3 separate regions of the Sus scrofa genome follow, and regions 1 and 3 are each linked to region 2. A link is a contact called in public HiChIP or PLAC-seq data. All regions are on one chromosome and are shown on one strand. The core of a region is the stretch at or near the end of the contact, and the rest is flanking DNA. Distances in the headings are between cores, read along the strand shown.

What was found. HiChIP or PLAC-seq counts read pairs in DNA pulled down with a chosen protein or histone mark.
Region 1: an H3K27ac HiChIP or PLAC-seq map of alveolar macrophages shows a contact between it and region 2. The contact joins the promoter of RNF149 here to the promoter of TBC1D8 in region 2. A contact is called at or near these places in 4 of 47 Hi-C or Micro-C datasets (alveolar macrophages, heart right ventricle, liver and 1 more) and 1 of 2 datasets of contacts at active chromatin or transcription factors (alveolar macrophages).
Region 3: a contact with region 2 is called in an H3K27ac HiChIP or PLAC-seq map of skeletal muscle. The contact joins the enhancer-like site here to the promoter of TBC1D8 in region 2. A contact is called at or near these places in 1 of 5 promoter capture datasets (liver), 7 of 47 Hi-C or Micro-C datasets (alveolar macrophages, embryonic fibroblasts, heart right ventricle and 3 more) and 1 of 2 datasets of contacts at active chromatin or transcription factors (skeletal muscle).

Annotation. Positions count from the first base shown.
Region 1 is chr3:53,030,608-53,033,816 of Sscrofa11.1, forward strand. RNF149 (E3 ubiquitin-protein ligase RNF149) reads left to right here and starts at 1,825. Exons shown (of 9, transcript XM_013995949.2): 1 at 1,825-2,607. The coding sequence starts at 2,166.
Region 2 is chr3:53,147,756-53,150,934 of Sscrofa11.1, forward strand. TBC1D8 (TBC1 domain family member 8) reads left to right here and starts at 1,304. Exons shown (of 20, transcript XM_021087166.1): 1 at 1,304-1,659. The coding sequence starts at 1,533.
Region 3 is chr3:53,268,789-53,271,692 of Sscrofa11.1, forward strand. It overlaps TBC1D8 (TBC1 domain family member 8), which reads left to right. Exons shown (of 20, transcript XM_021087166.1): 16 at 1,339-1,579; 17 at 2,073-2,138. Among named protein-coding and RNA genes, the nearest start is that of RPL31, 25 kb to the right of the region's middle. Within about 2 kb of position 1,358, at least 6 of the 83 cell types and tissues checked have an H3K27ac peak or open chromatin away from gene starts, as enhancers often do. A contact at or near this core is called in skeletal muscle, where this site is marked.

The DNA.
Region 1 (3,209 bases), core at 575-3,074, 120 kb before region 2:
ATGAACCCAACTAGTATCCATGAGGATTGGGGTTTGATCCCTGACCTTGTTCAATGGGTTAAGGATTCTGAGTTGCTGTAGCTGTGGTGTAGGCTGGCAGCTGCAGCTCGGATTCGACCCCTAAGCCAGGAACTTCCATATGCTGTGGGTAAGGCCCTCAAAAAAATTTTTTTTTTGTTTTTAAAAGGGAAAAGATAATGATACTTGCCTCACCCTACCCCACTCCCCCTGAAAACAAGAGTGTGGTCAGGTAAGTCCTGTCAGCTTTTCTTGTGGATGGCAGGGAAGGGGAACTGAAAAGACTGAGGGGCAACTTCTGTAAGTCTGAAGGCCCTAGGGTTTGAGCCAGTGACCACAGCTTTGGAGGGAGGTGGGGGTTAGGATGAGGGTGGTGACTAGCTGAGGCCTGTAGCTGATAGTGAAAAAATAAAAGCCAAGACTTGGGTGTGAGTCTAAGGGCTCAGCAGCTGCAGGCCTGTTTCTATTAGCCTGTGAGCGTCTCTGAGCAACAAACCTGTAAGTAATCGTGCGTCTTAATGGGTAGAAAAAGAGCTATTTCGCTTATTTAACGAACATGGATTACACACATGATGTCTGCTAGCTAAGGTGGACTCAGAAAAACAGCAAAGACAATCCCGGCCTTGAAGAAACTCAAGTAGTTGAAGACTAAAAACTGTATTTAGAAAGCAGTAGTGCTGGCACCTCATTATGCATAAGCATAACATACACAAGCAACGTGCAAATTAGGAGCACCCAAGTTTGCTTTTAGGAACTGGGGAAGGTTTCACAGAAGAAATAGCTTTGGAGTTAAACCTTGAAATTGAAGTTGGTGTTTGCCAGGACAAGAGCCAGGAGCAGGTTGATTTCAGAAAGTAGGAAATGATTGTGCCAGATGTAGCATGAAACTGCAAAGGCCTCTTCTGGAAACTACAAGTATTTGTTTTGCTACAGCAAATCATGGCTGTCCTTGGCCATTTCCTAGCCTGCCATGACCAGCATAACTGATCTCCCTATTCTAGGCCTGGGACAAGAAGAAGAAGGTCTCAAGCCCTGGGATCCTTTCAGCCTTTGGAAAACTAGTTTCCTAATGGGAAAGGGAGAGGAGATCCAATTTCAAGAAAAACTTATGGGTTGTGGGCTGCATTTTGGAGCAGCATCTTAAAACACTCAGTCCAAGAAAGGCTTAACAACAGAGGACTCATGAGAGCGTGTAAGGCCCAACAAAACGCCTGATGTGAGTGGTAGCAACCTACTTCCTGCGATTACAGGTCCTTGTACAAAAAAGGAAGATGAGTCAGTCAGAAATCAGTGTTCTAAACCTCTTTTCCTGCTAAGACTTCCTTTCCAGAGCAGTTTCATGTGCACTATCACCCGATTTTTATTTCCAAACAACAAATTTTCTTTTTATATTTAATGCTGTACCATTTAAGTGCTCATCTGAACAAGTAGTGCGATGCAATGACTTCAATACTAAAGATTATACATAAAATACTGAAATCGGTAACATAAAGTATCTGGAAAAGACGTGTAGCTTTGGAGTTTCTAAACTAATTTTCAAAGTTTTAGATAAGCAAGGCCTTCGCCATGTGCCTCGCACAGTAAATTCTTCATAAACATCCGTTCGGCGATTTTACACAACAGCGCTCCCACGCCTCCGGCCGGTTAGCAAAGAAGCTTCCCGTTTCTGCGGCGGTCACTTCCCCCGGCTTCGTTCAGCGTGCTACAAGTCCCGTTGCACAAACTCGGCCACTGGCCACGGGGTGACGCGGCTTGGCGCAAACTGTCGCGTCATTCGCTCACACCCGAGCCTTGGTCCGCAGGCTCCCCGGGTTCCGGGACCTCCAAGCGGCAGAAAGGTGGAGACGCTCTCAAGCACTGGAAGATCTCCGCCCGAGCGCACCTCACTGGGGTCTGCAGGGGGGGAGGAACTGGCCCAGGCCCCGCCCCCGCCCCTCCGCCGCTCCGCCAGGTGCGCGTGCGCCGCAGCCCCGCCCTCGCCGCGCCCCTCCCGTCCCTCCTCCAGGTGCGCGTGCGCCGCGGCCCCGCCTGCCGCCCGGACTCTCTTTTCCCGGGCTCGGCCGCCGGCGGCCGCTTCTCTGCTCTCCTCAGAGCCCTTGTACGCGCGCTCCCTCCGGCCCTCCGGGAGTCGCCCGGCGGCAGGGGCCATGGCGTGGCGGCGGCGGCGGCTCCAGGCCCGCGGCGCGTTGGCGCTGCTAGCGCTGGCCCTGTGCTCCCCCGGCGCCCGGGGCCGGGCACTCGAGTGGTTCTCGGCGGTGGTGAGCACCGAATACGTGGACCCGCAGACCAACCGGACCGTGCGGAGCGTCTCGGAAAGCGGCCGCTTCGGCGACAGCTCGCCTAAGGAGGGCGCGCACGGCCTGGTGGGCGTCCCGCGCGCGGAAGACCGCGACCCCGAGGGCTGCGAGCCCTACACGCGCTTCCTCGTGCCCGGCGTTCAAGGGGCCGCGCCTTGGGTCGCGCTGGTGGCGCGCGGGGGCTGCACCTTCAAGGACAAGGTCTTGGCAGCGGCTCGAAGAAACGCCTCGGCGGTGGTCCTGTACAACGAGGAGCACTACGGGAACTTCACTTCGCCCATGTCCCACGCGGGTGAGGTGCCGGGGCGCGGGGACGGAGTGGGTGTCTGCGCCGCGGTCCCGGCCGAAGGCCGGGTCCTCAGACCCTACCCCGAGGGGCAGCAGCAAGGAGGGCTAGAGGCGGGACAGCGATGGGCTCCCACTGTCGGGAACCACGGGGGAAGCTCTAGGTTTACTGGGTGTGACCCCCCCCCACACACCCCGGGTGCTCTTAGGAGGGAGACCAGCCTTCGAACAAGATTAAATCTTCTCCCTGGGTCCTTCAGGTCAAGAGAAGTGTCTTCTGCAGGGCAGTGGGAAGAACGGAAGAAATTAAAACCCACTGGAGGAGGATGGTGGTTCTCACGGATAGAAAGTCTCCTGGTTCCTAATCGTGGGTCCCTTGCCAGGCGGCCTCGCCCCGAGGCAGGTGGAGCAGGAGTAGGAGCATTCCAGGGTCTGGCTTTCTTCGCTTTCCTAAAACATGTCAATATGCTAAACCTGGAGTCAGAAAACCTGGCCTTAAGTTGGGGTACTGTTTTCTCACGTGCTAAATAGAAGGTTGCAGTGCTGGCTCTACTCCCAGTCCGATTCTTTGAGGCTTGAGTTTAGAGGAAAATTTTTAAGTTGCAATCA
Region 2 (3,179 bases), core at 54-2,553:
CCTTTAGGACAGGGCCCATGTTCAGTCCCCTTCTCTCGGCAATTCCAGGGCCTGCAGAGAGTGGGGGGAGGGGCAGTTTCCAGCAACCATTTCTGGAAGGAATATTTTTCAGCCACCCCTGCCCACTCTCTGTACCCCTTGGGGCACCCACATCTCCCTGAGAACAGATGACTTCCTTTCTCAGTTGTGCCTCAAGGCTGTAGCTCTGGACCACACATGCCTCTGCCCCCTGGGTGGGCTGTCCTGTTCCTCCTGGGTACAGGATCTTACCTGGCTTCTTACCTGTCAGGTCAGGGCTAGGTTTCTGAGCTGATCCCTCTGATCGTCTGCAAACAAGTTCCTTGGCTTCCATTGAAGAGCTTCTGCTCAGTTCCCGGGAGGCTGGTGGGAGCTTTACTTTGCTTCCACTTTTCAGTTTTGTCCCAATTAATAGTCATGTTTTGTCCGGGGTCCTTTTGTTGAAACCCTACCGTCAGGTGGATGGAGTTTCTTTTTTTCTCTTCCTAGGATGTTGGATTTAATTGAGGAGACTGCTCATGGAGATCCCCAGCCCGTTCAGGCCAGCAGCCAAGTCAGGTCCACCACACTTTGAAGAAATATCTCATTTTTGAAACTCTGCCTCCACAATCCCTATAGTTTTTACTATCATCTCCTCCATACTTCCCAGCTTTTCACGTCTCTGGGAACCAATGTGACTGGTTTCATTCCTGGGTAGGGGATCCTCAGGAGGGGCCCTAAAATCAGCATCTTCTGTGTGCAGGATGGGTGTCCACGTCTAGTGCTGAGTTTGGTCTGACACTCGCCTCAGGGTCCCACAACATCGCTGCCTCTTCGGCAGCTTCGTGGGATCCCTCGTGGGAGCAAAGAAAACGTATGCTCAGCACTTAAAAAAAAAAAAAAAAAAGGCAAATAATTGTTTTTAATTTTGAATGCTATCTGTCGATTATTTATAGAAATATTTCTTGTTATTTTAAATGCTGTGTTATTCCACACACACCTCGGTTTCCTGGCACGCATTCTGTCCCCCCAAAGATAAATTCCCTAGGCTGGAAACCTGGAGCTGCGACAAGATGTCTTTTTCCCCATCACCTCCTCCTCCAGCTCTCCGGGCTGTGACCTCGCAGGGACGGAGGAGGGGAGAGGGGCCTTGGCGCCCTCAGCGAGAGAGGCGGGGAGCCTGGCCGCCGGGACTGGACTTCCTCCCTCCACTCCGGAACTGCGCGGGAGCCGCCGGGATTCGGAAACCGGGCGGCGCCACCGGAGCCGGCGGGGTGGACGCTGGGCGACTGGTGGGCGTGGCCCGGTGCCCGGTGGGCGGTTCCGTGGGCGGGGCCCGGGCGGGCCAGGGGCGGGACCGACGCGCGGGCTGCGCGGGCTGCAAGGGGCGAGCTGCGCCTACAGCGCTCCCGGGACTCCCGAGCGCAGGGCGCCGGTTGGTCGCACTCTCGCCTTGCCGACTCCTCCCGATCGGGCTCGGCCCGGCGACCGGGGCGATGTGAGCCGGGGCCCGCGGGCGCGGCCGGACCGCTGCGATGTGGCTCAAGCCCGAGGAGGTGCTGCTGAAGAACGCCCTGAAGCTCTGGGTGACTCAGAAGAGCAGCTGCTACTTCATCCTCCAGCGGCGCCGCGGGCATGGCGAGGGGGGCGGCCGGCTCACGGGTAAGGGGCGCGCGAAGCTGGCGGGCAGGCAGGCGCAGCGGCCGGGCCCGGACCTCGCTCCCTGCTGGGCCCACGGCCCCAGCTCGGGGCTGCAGCGCAGTTGGGGGTTTCGTTGGAGACGCCGGGCCGGCCCGGCCCTACCTCGGGCTTGTTTTCCTTTCTCCTGCATTTCTCCAGCAAGTCCCGGTCGGGGTGGTGGCAGAAGGGACTTGCGGGCTCGTGCATTTTCCCGGGCGAGGCAGGTGCCTCCGCTGCCTGGCCCGGTGACCGCCCGGAGGCCAGGCTTGGCTCGGGAATCCGAGGAGAGATGCCGGCTGGAGCGAGGGCCGCCCCGGGGGGAGCGGGGCCGCGGGGCCGGGCCAGGTGACAGCGGGTCCGGCCCGCCCTGGCCATCTGGACGTGCCCGAGGCTCCAGGTGGTGTCGCCGCTGGGGACACGGCCAGCCCACGGCGGGGCGCAGCTCGAGAGGCCCTGGCTCCGGGAACCCTCTCACGCCCAGAGGAGAAACCCAAGTGGTGCGAATCCCGAGCTCCTGAACTTAGCAAAACTCGGCAGGTCAGTTTCCTGTCCTCGCCCTACCCTCATCTCTTTCCTTTCTTCCTAGGAGAAAGGATAGGGGGGAAAAAAAAATTCAGGCTCGTAAAATTTATGGAAAACAGCATTTCCTCGCCACTCCCTATAAGTTTTGGTCCAAAACTCTTTGAAAATCAAGGGTTTGGACAGCTTGTGTTAGCAGGGACACCTGTTTTAACAGGCCAGTAGAGGAATACTAGCTTTTTCCAGTAGTATCTTGGGAACCTGTGTGGACTTTTCAAATTTTGGAATCTGAAATAAAACGGACCTTAGATCTTCCCACCACGTGCCTCCTTCTACCAGGAGGAGACCATGGCTAGGGAGAGAGTGGCCAAGGGGCCGAGCTGGGGTTGGTGACTGCTCTCTCCTTATTCTGTGGCCGGCCCTCCAGGAGTAAAGTCTACCGGGAAATGCAGTTAATAAATAAGTCCTGAAAGGACAGAACCAAGTGCGAGGGGAATTTCCCATCCCGCACTATAGACTTTAAGGAGGGCAGATGTCACAGAGCCTCAAGGATTCAGGCAAGAGTTGGCAGGATTTCTGGATGGAAAGGGTGGTGGGGTGACCTGTGGTGGTGGTTATCAGTGGGGACAGGTGTGCGGCAGAGAGCTATTTTAGACTCTGAGTGGGGGAGTTAGTGTAGGAGGCAGGAGGTCCTATGACCTTGGTGCCCCTGAGCCACACAGTGACATTTTAGTGCCCAGGCTCTTGGAACGTGGAGGTTGGGGGAGCCCCGTGGGGCCCGTCAGAGGTGAAGAGGTCAGAGGAAGGGTTTGCCCCTCCAGTCTTTTGAGACTTTGTATCTTAATCTTTGGTGCATTCAGTACCTGGTCTCTGAATGGTCTCCTTTAGTAGAGGATGAGGATGGGCCTTGAAGATTTGTGAAATAGAAAATGTAAGGAACCTTTGCCCAGCAAACATCCGTTGACTTAGTTCACTGTACACTG
Region 3 (2,904 bases), core at 108-2,607, 120 kb after region 2:
GGTTCCCAGGCTAGGGGTTGAATCGGAGCTGTAGCCACCGGCCTACGCCAGAGCCACAGCAACGCGGGATCCGAGCCGCGTCTGCAACCTACACCACAGCTCACGGCAACGCCAGATCATTAACCCACTGAGCAAGGGCAGGGACCGAACCCGCAACCTCATGGTTCCTAGTCGGATTCGTTAACCACTGCGCCACGTCGGGAACTCCACAAGACTGTTTTACATTTAGAAAGTGAGGGACCAGGAGGCACTCTGTTCTGCAGAACAAAGGCACCTAGGCTTTAGCCCTCATGACTTTTATTAGGGAAGAGGTAATGAGCAAAATCAGGTGCAGGCAATGACAAAGCGATCTCTTAGTGAATAACAAAGAAACTAGTTACAGGTGCATACCTCTAGGGCATAATGCAGCTGCTCATGGTTAATGCATAACTCCCTTAGCTTGTCTTTGAAGGAGACCCTGTACCTTAGAATTCTGCGTGTTAGCTTCTTGTGCTTTTGCACATGCTCCAAGTTTGCCTTCTGCAGAGTTCAGCAGTTCAGTGGTCTCCAACAGTGGTAAAGACCAGCAGCTGTAGCTCTGATTCGACCCCTAGCCTGGGAACCTCCATATGCCACGGGTGGAGCCCTAAAAAGACAAAAGACCAACCAAAAAAAAAAAAAAAAAAAAAAAAAAAAGAGAGGCTGATCTGGTCCTAGGTGACAGGGCCAGTTTTGACTGCTTTAGTTTTCAGTCTCTTCCCAAGACTTCAAACTGCCTCTGTTTTTTAAATTTTTGAATTTTTAACCTATTGATATGGTTCAAAATTCACAACATATTAAAAAAAAAAACATGCAGTAAAAAGGCTCACTTCCTCATCTGAATCTCTGCCCCTATTTCTGTCCCAACAGGGGACCAGTGTTAATAGTTTCTTCTGTGTCCTATAGATTTGTCAGTACTTTTTGACTTTCAAATAATAGGATCTTAAGTGAAAATAGCAGAGTAGAAATTATGTGACTTCTATAATTCAAACTATAGCAGCCAAGCTGTACATTTAAAAATTGTTAAAATGATAAATTTTGGTGTGTGCATCTTGCTACAATGAAAAAACAAAAGAAACCTTAATTAAAAGAAAAAAATGTCAAAATTAACATATTCGTGTAGGCATAGACTACAGGGTAATAGGGAAAAGTACACATCTGGTTGGAGTGGTGAGAGGGTGAGATAATGTTTTTATTTGTTGTGATGTTGCTTACTCAGTGGTAACAATTTTAGCAGGCAGAGTAATTGAGGCAGGAAGGCCTCTTAAGCCTGGGCCTCGCCCAGGTGCCGCCCTCACAGCCCTTCCCCCTCCCCCTCAGCGAGAACACATGATGAGCTGCTACTGGGAGCAGCCTGGACCTCTGGCCCTGCGCCACGACCCCAGCAGGCCCTACGCAGAGCAGTACCGCATAGACGCCCGGCAGTTTGCACGCCTGTTTCAGCTCGTCTCGCCGTGGACCTGTGGGGCCCACACAGACATCCTGGCCGAGAGGACTTTCAGGCTCCTGGACGACAACATGGACCACCTTATTGAATTCAAAGCCTTCGTGAGCTGTCTGGGTATGACTCTGGGTCTTTACTGCAGCAAGTTCATTGGGCGAGTGATGAAGCAGGCACGGCCACTCAGGGAGGTGGATTTGTGTCTAGTCTGATGTGATTTTGTGATTTTTAACAGTCCCTTTGCAGGCTCCTCTCATGACCACTTTTATAGGCTGCCCAAGGCGGGTGGGGCAGGGGCCCAGGCTCTCCACATCCAAGGTCACTGACCTCCCGGGTGTGGTGGTGGCTTGTTAGGAGACACGTTCTTAACTTTTGCAGCTACAATTAAAATCTTCCAGAAGTCATGAGGCCAAAGTTCCCAAGGTTATCCAGTCTCCAATCAGTCACCACCCTTCTTGTTTTCCTTTCAAACTCAGTGTGTCTGGGGCAGGGGTGGATGTCAGGTCAATTGAGCATTGACCTCACCCCTCTCCCCACAGTGACTTTGTGTCATGACACATAGACTTTAATCATTTGCATCTAGTCAGTCTCTCTCTTTTTAAAAATTTTGCAGATATCATGTATAACGGAGAAATGAATGAGAAAATCAAGCTGTTATACAGGCTTCATATCCCTCCAGGTAAGAAATTCCAAGTAGAAAAGTCAGGCTCTGTTCTGTCTTGACATAAATCCGCTTTGTGCACAACCCTTTCTTCTCGTTTTAAATTTATTCAACTTGAGGCAACACGTGTGTCTAGTTTGATTGGGGTGGCTAATGACAGATTTTAAGTATCTCATTTTATTTTTTAATTTTTTTTGGTCTTTTTTTAAATCCGTACCTGCGGCATATCAAAGCTCCCAAGTTAGGGGTTGAATCAGAGCTGCAGTTGCCGGCCTACGCCGCAGCAATGCAGGATCTGAGCCATGTCTGTGACCTACACCACAGCTCACAGCAACATCAGATCCTTAACCCACTGAGTGAGGCCAGGGATTGAACCCGCGTCCTCATGGTTACTAGTCGGGTTCATTGCTACTGAACCACAACTGGAACTGGAACTCTGAATTTCCTTCCTTTTTTTTTTTTTTTTTTTTTTTTTTTGATGGCTGAGCAGGATTCCATCGTGTGCATGTATATGTGTACACAACTTTACTGAATTCATTTATTCTAAGAGTCTTCTGATGGTGCTTTTAAGATTTTCTATATGTGGTATCATGTCATCTGTGAATAGTGACAGTTTTACCTCTTCGTTCCCACTATGATCCTTTTCTTTCTTAATTGTTCTGACTCACACATACAATAAATGTGGAATAAAGGTTGCAAGAGTGAGCATCCTTGTTTTCATTTTTTGCCTTTTGTCTTTTTAGGGCCACACCCGCGCGGCATATGGAGGTCCCCAGGCTAGGGG